Linked DNA regions of Gossypium hirsutum: region 1 is linked to region 2. The links are chromatin contacts, called in public Hi-C maps. All regions are on one chromosome and are shown on one strand. The core of a region is the stretch at or near the end of the contact, and the rest is flanking DNA. Distances in the headings are between cores, read along the strand shown.

Region 1 (4,187 bases), core at 1,636-4,135, 260 kb before region 2:
ATACATCGCTGACACAAAAGGAAAGGACACCAAGAAAGAAAAGAAGGAACTTAATAAAGACAATTTTTAATCCTTTTTGGCTTTGTTTCATTCATTCTTTTTTTTTTGGTTCAATATTGTTTCATTCTTTCTTGTTTCCTGTGTGTTCATCGTCCTAATGAGAGAAGGGGGGGGGAATATTATATACATATAGATAGCTAGTTTTCAGTGGTGTAGTGCTTTTCATGAACAGGACGTGTTGAAGTGAAAACACTATGAAACTAGACCCTATATTTTTGTGAGGCAAGTAGGGTTAGAAGACACGGATATTCCCTGTTACCACTGGTCATAAGAGCCAACATTGAATGTGGAAAGTGGAAACTAGCTTATATAAAATCAAGTGTTCCAAACCCAACATTACACTCAAGCTCATAAACAAAAGCTGGGAAAATAAATATATAAAGAGAAAAAGAGAGGGAGGGAGGGAGAAAGAAAAAAAAATGGTGGGGTTTGGCTAGTGTACCTTAAGGAAATCAGATTCTTCCACTGAATATTTGAAGGAGTTGAGATTGTAAAGATCATGTGGCAGAGAGAAGGTTGTGGATTGACCTTGGGCCTGAGGGTGAGTCTGGGTGTGTTCCCATATGAAAGCACCATTACCTTCCTTTATTCCTTTATAAACAGCCATTGTCTGCAGATAATCATCATAAAAGTACGGATTTGAGACTCTCTCACATACTCCTTGGCTGCATTGCAGATTCTGATCAGAGATTGAACTCTTGGTCTCGATTCTAGCTCTGAGGCAAAGGAGGTTTAAAAAAACAAAAGATAATGAGAACAGAAATCAAACAATAAGAATTTTAGAGAGGAAAAAATTTAAAAGAAAAAGAAAAAAAAAGGTAGTAGCAGATAAGAAAAGATCATGCAACATACTACCTTCTTTTGTTTGTTTCTTGCACTACACTATCAACTTTTCTTTTTTTAAGTATATGAAAAGTCTGTAACCATGGGGGAATAAAGCTAAGCTGACCTTTTTGAAGGAAGAGGAGAGTGGATCAAATGAGAATCTGATTCTTCAATGGGCTTTGAGGTTGAGTGAAAACCCATAATATCAATTACATCATCAACACAACCATCATGTTTCTCAAAAGATTGTCTTCTTTGATGGGTTGAACTCCTATCTGTGTCATTTGACAGACCCCAACACAGAAGTTTCAATAAAAAAAACTTCATGAAAGAATAGTAAGAAAATTGAAAAAGAAAAGAGCCAATTAAGTCATGAGTTGGGATAGCATGCATGCATATTATTTAAGAGATGTTTGCTCAGAAAACACTTGGAAACAGCTGTAGTCAAGGAATGGGGATGTATGGGATTCATCAGATATGCCAATAGAGGAAGATTTGGCAAGGAAACAAGTTAATGGCTGTTCACATCTAATTTGGCATCAAATGTATAAGAGAGAAAAGGAAATAATAAATGAAGTGGTACATCTAGGCTTTTACTAAAAATTATGTAAAGAAGGGAGTATATGATCTTGGATACTTTATACCAAAACACAACCATTAGAAGAAAGTATCATAGAATGATATGCAAACACACACACACACTGATGAATATAGAACAGTTAGTTCCATAGTTAAAAACTGAGAATTGGAAAAGGTATTTGGGATATAAAGAAGAAAAAAAACATTTTTTAAAGAAGTGCTAAGATACCTTGTCTGCTAAGATCACTTCTCATGCTCCGATACATCTGGTCAGAATGTAAAGAAACCCATGTGAACAAAAATGATCGAAGGGGAAGAAAAAAAAGAAGGAATTTGAAAGCCAGAAGGGAAGAAAGAAAGATGAACCTGAAGGTGGCTTTTCACATGTGAAATGGTGAGTCCTTTCACATCCATCAGTTGAAGAACAAGTTTCGGCGTAGCTTCTGGCAAGTCGAAACAAACAAAAAAAAAGGCCATTATTTCAACACCAAAAGAAACAAGCTGAAGAAGAAGAAAAGGGAAACTTACTGTCTTGACCACCAAGCCTTTCGATAGCTTGAACAAAACATTGATGAAGTTCAGGTGTCCATCTCAAACGAGGCACCTTTGATCTTATATACTGCCTCACTGCACCACTCCTCCCACAACTGCCCATTTCCTTCTTTGTTCCAATCTCCTAAAAAAAAACTCTCGTTCTTATGTTCTTTAAAACCCTCAAATGGGAACCCCCCCCCCCAAAGGTATATCCTTTGAAAGCTTTGAAGGCTCTTAATACGATCACTAGCGATAAACAAAGAAAAAAGGACCTATGTTTCAGGTTTTAGTGGTAAATATTTTTATGATAAAAACTCCTGGAACTGGAAAACCCTGGGTTGTTTCAATGTTGTTGGAATTGTCTAGGTACAAAGCAGCAAGAAAGACACTAACTGCAGGAGCCCCTTGAAGAAAAAAGAAATATAAAACAAAAGAAAAAGGCAGAGGAAAGAGAACAAGAAAGATCACGAGGAAAGGAATAAGACGAACAAGGCACTGTAAAATTCCTTAAGAAGCACTGATAATACCTGCAAACTGCTGCCTTTCTTCTGTTTCTAATACTCTCTAATCTCTGCACACTTTCAGAGATACACAAAATCAACAAAGACCAAAAATAATATTTTTATATAAGAAAAAAACTTTCAAACCCCCCAATTGAATTAAATAAAAATGAATGATAATAAAAATTAAGAACTCTCACGAGTTCTCTGATCTGCCTTCCCTGAAATCATTACCCCTATACCCAACTGCTTTACATTGACCTTTTGCTTCCCTCTTTCTGTACATAATATAGAGCCTATAAGCTCTATTTTCCATACAAAAAGAAAAAAAGACAAAATATTTATGTATTTATTTACTTCATATATTCCTCTATAATACTGCCAACTTCCTCATCATCACAAAAGACGCCATGAATATATATATTTGTATTACTATCATAATTTTGTATGCTTTTTTGTTTCTTTGGGACAGATTTTTCTTTCCACAACACGGAAAGTGACACGGTTAGCGCACCCCTTTACTGTGCTGTCTTAAAGGAAAAGCTTCTACCCTGACGCTTTTACCCTTGTTTTCAAATGGTAGTTGTCCATTATATGTTCCTTGTTTTTTGTTTTAGTCCATTTGACCCAATTTATTAAACATTTCAGTATATAAATATAGTCATATGAATAATCTTTTTATTTAACTCAGTGTCAATTTTCTTTTTATTAGGATTCCATGGCTCCTCCTCTACTAAACATGTCTTACTGCCCTAAATAACGGTAACTTAGTCGAGGATATTATGATATATGAATTTTAATTTGATGTAATTATATATATTAATTGTACATATTTTATTAAATCAAAATTAATTTTAATGTACATACCATTTTAACTATTATTATTAAGAATGGTTTTTGCAATGTAAAAATTATGAGTTTGGATGGTGAATATTTCATTAATTAGAGGTTAATGGTTTTGGGGGAATTTATACTGCTTCAGTGGGTATTGATAATATCTTCTAACATGAAATTAAGAGTAGTATGTTACAAAATTTATTTAAAAAGTTGCCTCTGATAAGATAGTTATTATAATGGAAGAGTGGAGACTAACCTAACCGAGCAAAATAATGTAAAACCGCTGAGAGTCAAGTCTGGTTGGGTAATGTTTGAATTAAATTGGAACGAGTTTACATATAGTATTGATATTTTATTTTGTTTAAGTTGAATTTATAAATAATTAATTCGAATCTATTTAATTAAATAATTTATTTTTTAATTTTTAAAAATATACTTTTTATTTAATATTTTGTAATTTTGTATATATACTTTTCTTTTACTACTAGAAGATAATTTTTTGTTTTTTTAAATTTTTTTGGTAAATATAAATAATTGGCTTAATGATAAATTTGGCTATTAACGCATGCATATTTTGTCAAAATAACCCTATTTGTATTTTTGAGCCTTTTTTGGCCATCAACCTTTATTCTTTTTGGCCCTAGGTGTGGTGTCGTGACATTGAGCCCAAAGTTGTGACACCTAGTTTGCAAGGTCGTGAAATCATTGAAGGTTGTGAAATGGGGAAATAGTGGTCATCACCGGGGGTGTTGTGATATAGATCAGTGGATGTCGCGACATCGAGAACCTTCAAAGCCACAATTTTTCCACTATCAAGGGTGTCACAACACTGAACGTGGATGTTGTGACTCT
Region 2 (4,566 bases), core at 154-2,653:
CTACATGTTTCGCTCATAGCCATTGCTATTAGGACCTACAGGGGGGCTCCATAGTAAAACAACAAATCCTCTAATCAAATTGAGGTGCACATGCAGGATGGCCCACAATGACTCAACTATTAACTTCCTTCAGGAAAACACTTATCCAAGGAACCACATCAAGCCCTCAGCTATATAAACATTCTATATTGTGTAGATGACTCCAATACATTACTTTACATATCAAAACTCTATCAAGCATTCTCTAGAACCTTCTATTCCTCTCCAATCCCACAAGAACAACATTAATAGACTCTTTGCACCTTCGTATAATTCCTCATCAACCTTCATCACTAAATCTTGCATCAACAATTCAAATAAATTTTTTTGGTGCAGATAGATATACCTTTAGACTGTACATTGCTCTCTTCATATATCTGACCCCTCTATTCTCAATATTTGATTAAAAATATTCAAGCAAAGCTTTTAAAAATATCATATAATATTGTTGGTAAAATTAAAACTCTTATCATTAAAATTTAAACAATTGTCAGACCTTTCACTATAATATTTTTGTCAAGAAAATAATATCAACCTCAAGACTACAAATGTGGTAATATTGAACAATATATATTCTCTTAATAATTTATAAAATAAATATTTTATTTTTAATAGTAAAAAATATATTAAATTTACTAAAAAAAGTATAAAATGAAGCAAATAGTAAATTATGTAATAAGATATGTTTTTTTAGTTGGAGTGTGTTTGGGGACAATAATGACTAATAATTAGGTTGTAATCCAATTTGCTTGACTCTTGATTTAATTTCAGATTATTGGTTGAAGTCACTAAATATATGTTGTTTTTATTATTTTCTGCTTTGATTTTCATTGATCATGCATGGTGTTGATATTTAAGAAACAATTAGGATATGAAAGCATATAGGAGAGCACATACGTCAAGTATATGCTTTTCTTATTGAGATCATGTCATATCCAGCAGTTGGTTAATAAGTTTAAGCCACGTATAGTCTAATATATTTCAATATATCATAGTGGAGCAAATTATTGAAAGCTCCAAGAATGCCAAAAAGATAACGGAAACCCTTTGATGCATATGTTAACACTGCCACCTACCCTAAGGCAATCTGAAGAAGAGAACATGCCAGAAAAAATTTAACAAAAAGCCAAGGAAATAGCATTCTACTTATGAACCAAAATCTACCAAAGTAACAAGCGATGGATCCTTTCAGTGGGAACATTCAACTAATCATTACATCTTGAATAACCTGAGGGAAGAAGAAGACACAAAATGCTTCCACGTAAGTCTCCCACAACCACCGCACTAAACCCAAATTTCACCACCCCACAGGCCGAAACCCTTTTTTTTATTATTAAAATATGTGTATAAATATGCATTGGTGGAGGTCAGCAAAATCAGTGTGGAAAAAGAGTGAGTTTCGCGGAGTGTAACAGAGATGGCTTTGAGCTTGAAACCTTATTGTCTGGTTGTTTTGTTTTTGATTTCGATAAGTTTGAATGCATTGGTCAGTGATGCAGGTGCAGCAGGAGAGTGCGGGAGGACCCCAATCAGGTCGGCTGCAGCAAGCTTAAGCCCATGCCTGGGAGCGGCTCGGAATGCAAGGGCTAAAGTTCCTCCAGCTTGCTGCGCCAAGGTGGGTGCCTTACTCAGGACTTCTCCAAGGTGCCTTTGTGCTATTTTGCTATCACCATTGGCAAAGCAGGCCGGGATCATGCCTGGGATTGCTATTGCCATTCCCAAAAAATGCAATATTAGGAACAGGCAAGCTGGCAAAAAATGTGGAAGTAAGTACACTACCTCATTCTCTTCTTTATCTTTTGAAAGTGGTGTTTAACTTAACCAAACATTTACATAAATTAATGCCATGTTTTGGGCTCAAGACTGGCAAATAACAACGGCCATTGTGCATGTGCATGTTTCCTTTTGGGCTTGGTTTTGAAGATTAAAGGTATAAACGTAAAGCCCTAAAGTGATTAGCACAAGCTCGGCAACCCCAGAACATCAAGACCAAGCTGACTGGTCCAAGACATTCTCATTTTTAAACGGGCTTTAACTTTTTTCCCCTTATAAAATTAACTAGACTAGAATTCATACCACCCATTTTGGGGGAAAAAAATCTTTTAATATAATTTGTTAAAAAATAAATTAAAATTTAAAAATAATTTGTTAAGTTTATGATTATTTTTACTGCTAATTTTTATTACTATAAATAAAAAGAAAAATATATCTTAGTGGATAATATTTTTAGAGTAAATGGCATATATTATTGAAAACTAAGTATTTTATATAGTTATATTATTTGATATCATTAAAATGACATATATATTTTTAAAATTTTTAAAAAAAGTATTCCAATATGTTGAGGCTAACTAGTAAAATTTCGACACTTTTCAGGGTATACAGTCCCATAAGAAGGCAACGATGAAGGAGAATAATGGGTGATTTTGTAGGAGGGAGAAGCTGAGAGCTATGAATAAAGTATTGGTGCATGGTTACTTGGTGATTCATATATTAGTTTTAATGTAATGTTGAGAATTTGTGTAAGATGTGGAGGTTGCTTCAACACCTACGTCTTCTTTTATGTACCTTCACCTTTACATTATAATAATAATAATCCTTAAATACAAACCCTCTCTCTCTCCATCAATGCAAACCATAATAATAATTTGTTACTACAATAGATTTCGCATTGGATTAATTATTTTTGGATTAAATTGTAAAGTTAAAATATATTTTAAATTCTTATATTTGGAATTTAATGATTATATTTTTATTTTTAGGAATTTAGTTATTTTATTTTTTGGATCTAGTTATTAACACCGTTAATTTTTTTTTGTTAAATTCTCTAGTGTGACATATTGAAATTAAAAAAAAAAAAGAATACTCATTTGTATCCATGTAACAAAATAAGATAATATTGTAATGGACTTGAATGTAATACATAATTTTAATGATATTAACAATTATTATAAATTCACTCAATATTTTAATCAAAATAAAATATTTAGATTAACTAATGACATTATAAAAGTTGAGATACCAAATTATATAAAAATAGAGATTATATTTCAAAATTAAACATAATATAAGGACCAAAATTGAAATTTAACAATTAATATATAATCTTTAAAAAAGACATAAAAGAAAAAGTGTCTATTTGGAAAGGTGTTAAATAAGAAATGCCTCACAACATTTTTATCCCTTTTTAAAGAGCGGATTTAGTAGCAATCTTAACTCATAAATGAAAGCACTGATCAACACCTTTAAATATATAAATTGAAGTTAAAAAATTTGAATAAATGAATTTGCAATTAAACATGCTGATCAAACCCTATAAATGCATCATTTAAAATAAAAAATTATAATTTAATAAATATAATTTTTCATGCGGATATATATAAAATATATTATGTAGAAATAAAAACTAAAAGATAATAAAATAATTTTTTGTTTCTATTTTTTTTCTTTTAACTGCTTGAAAAATAATGATAAATTGATTCGTAATTTGACATATACAAACACCTTTAAATATGTATTTTCTAAAAAAAGGAATTAATAAAATATTTTTTACTAGATAAAATGTAAATTTTAAATCAAAAGAATTCATAGTTAAAATATTAAGGTATATATTTTTTCTTAAAATAGACATTTTAACTTATAGATAGATTTTTTTTTTGTGTGTTAAAAATGCGTTTTTAAGAAATATTTATGTTAGTAGTTTAATTGAAATAGTGGAGGATAATAAATTTGGACTAATTAATTCATAGTAAAAGTAGAACATTTTATATCAAATTAAAATATGAAGATTAAATTTCAAATGTGATTATAATTAAAAGGTCAAAATTAAAAATACACCATCAACTTTTTAATGGAAAGAGAGAGAAAGATAAAAAAAAAAGAATTAGTAAACGTGTCTTGAAATTAACCCTTATGGACACCCTTATTATTATTATTTAAGTTTATAGATTTATAGTCGAATAGGATGACAATAGGGGAGGTGAATAATTTTTATATTTATTTTTTAACTCAATTTTATTTAAAAATTTATAATGATGTGTACTTTGCCAACTTGGAGTCTGCTGTTTTGGCATGTTTTCTCTGAAACTTTGCCTGTTCTTGTGACACAGTCTAATATAATTCTATTTTCCTTAGGGTTTTGTTTGTTGTGAGTATGTTTTTCTGAGTATAATAGAGGGTTTAAATTAGGGATTTGGACATTGGTTGAAAAATTAACTTTGATATGGAGGTTGGTATTGCAGATCTGCGACTTGATGATGGGGAGGAAGAGGGTGGATGGAGGTTTGCAGAGGGAAGAATCGAGGCAGGAGTTTTGTTTGGTTGGTTGTTTTTTGACAGCAAGTGTGGTACACTTCCCGACCATGAGGAACACGTTGGCTAATTTATGGCATCCGATTGGAGGGGCTTTAATTTCAAATCTGGCCAAAAAGAGGTTTTGTTTAAGTTTTATAATGAAGTAGATATAAATAAGGTCATTAATGGTGCTCCATGGACATTTAATAATCATCTGTTGGTGTTCCATCGTCT

What was found. Hi-C and Micro-C count contacts between places; a contact is called where the count stands out from the background.
Region 1: a Hi-C map of leaf shows a contact between it and region 2, with 2.7 times the contacts expected there. The contact joins the promoter of LOC107921201 here to the promoter of LOC107921426 in region 2. A contact is called at or near these places in 6 of 34 Hi-C or Micro-C datasets (callus, fibers, hypocotyl and 2 more).

Annotation. Positions count from the first base shown.
Region 1 is chrD01:43,004,506-43,008,692 of Gossypium_hirsutum_v2.1, reverse strand. LOC107921201 (myb family transcription factor MOF1) reads right to left here and starts at 2,885. Exons shown (of 7, transcript XM_016851084.2): 1 at 2,526-2,885; 2 at 1,993-2,140; 3 at 1,831-1,907; 4 at 1,694-1,730; 5 at 1,010-1,160; 6 at 503-776. The coding sequence starts at 2,119.
Region 2 is chrD01:42,747,605-42,752,170 of Gossypium_hirsutum_v2.1, reverse strand. It overlaps LOC107921426 (non-specific lipid-transfer protein 4), which reads left to right and starts at 1,403. Exons shown (of 2, transcript XM_016851277.2): 1 at 1,403-1,805; 2 at 2,416-2,649. The coding sequence starts at 1,457. The coding sequence ends at 2,432.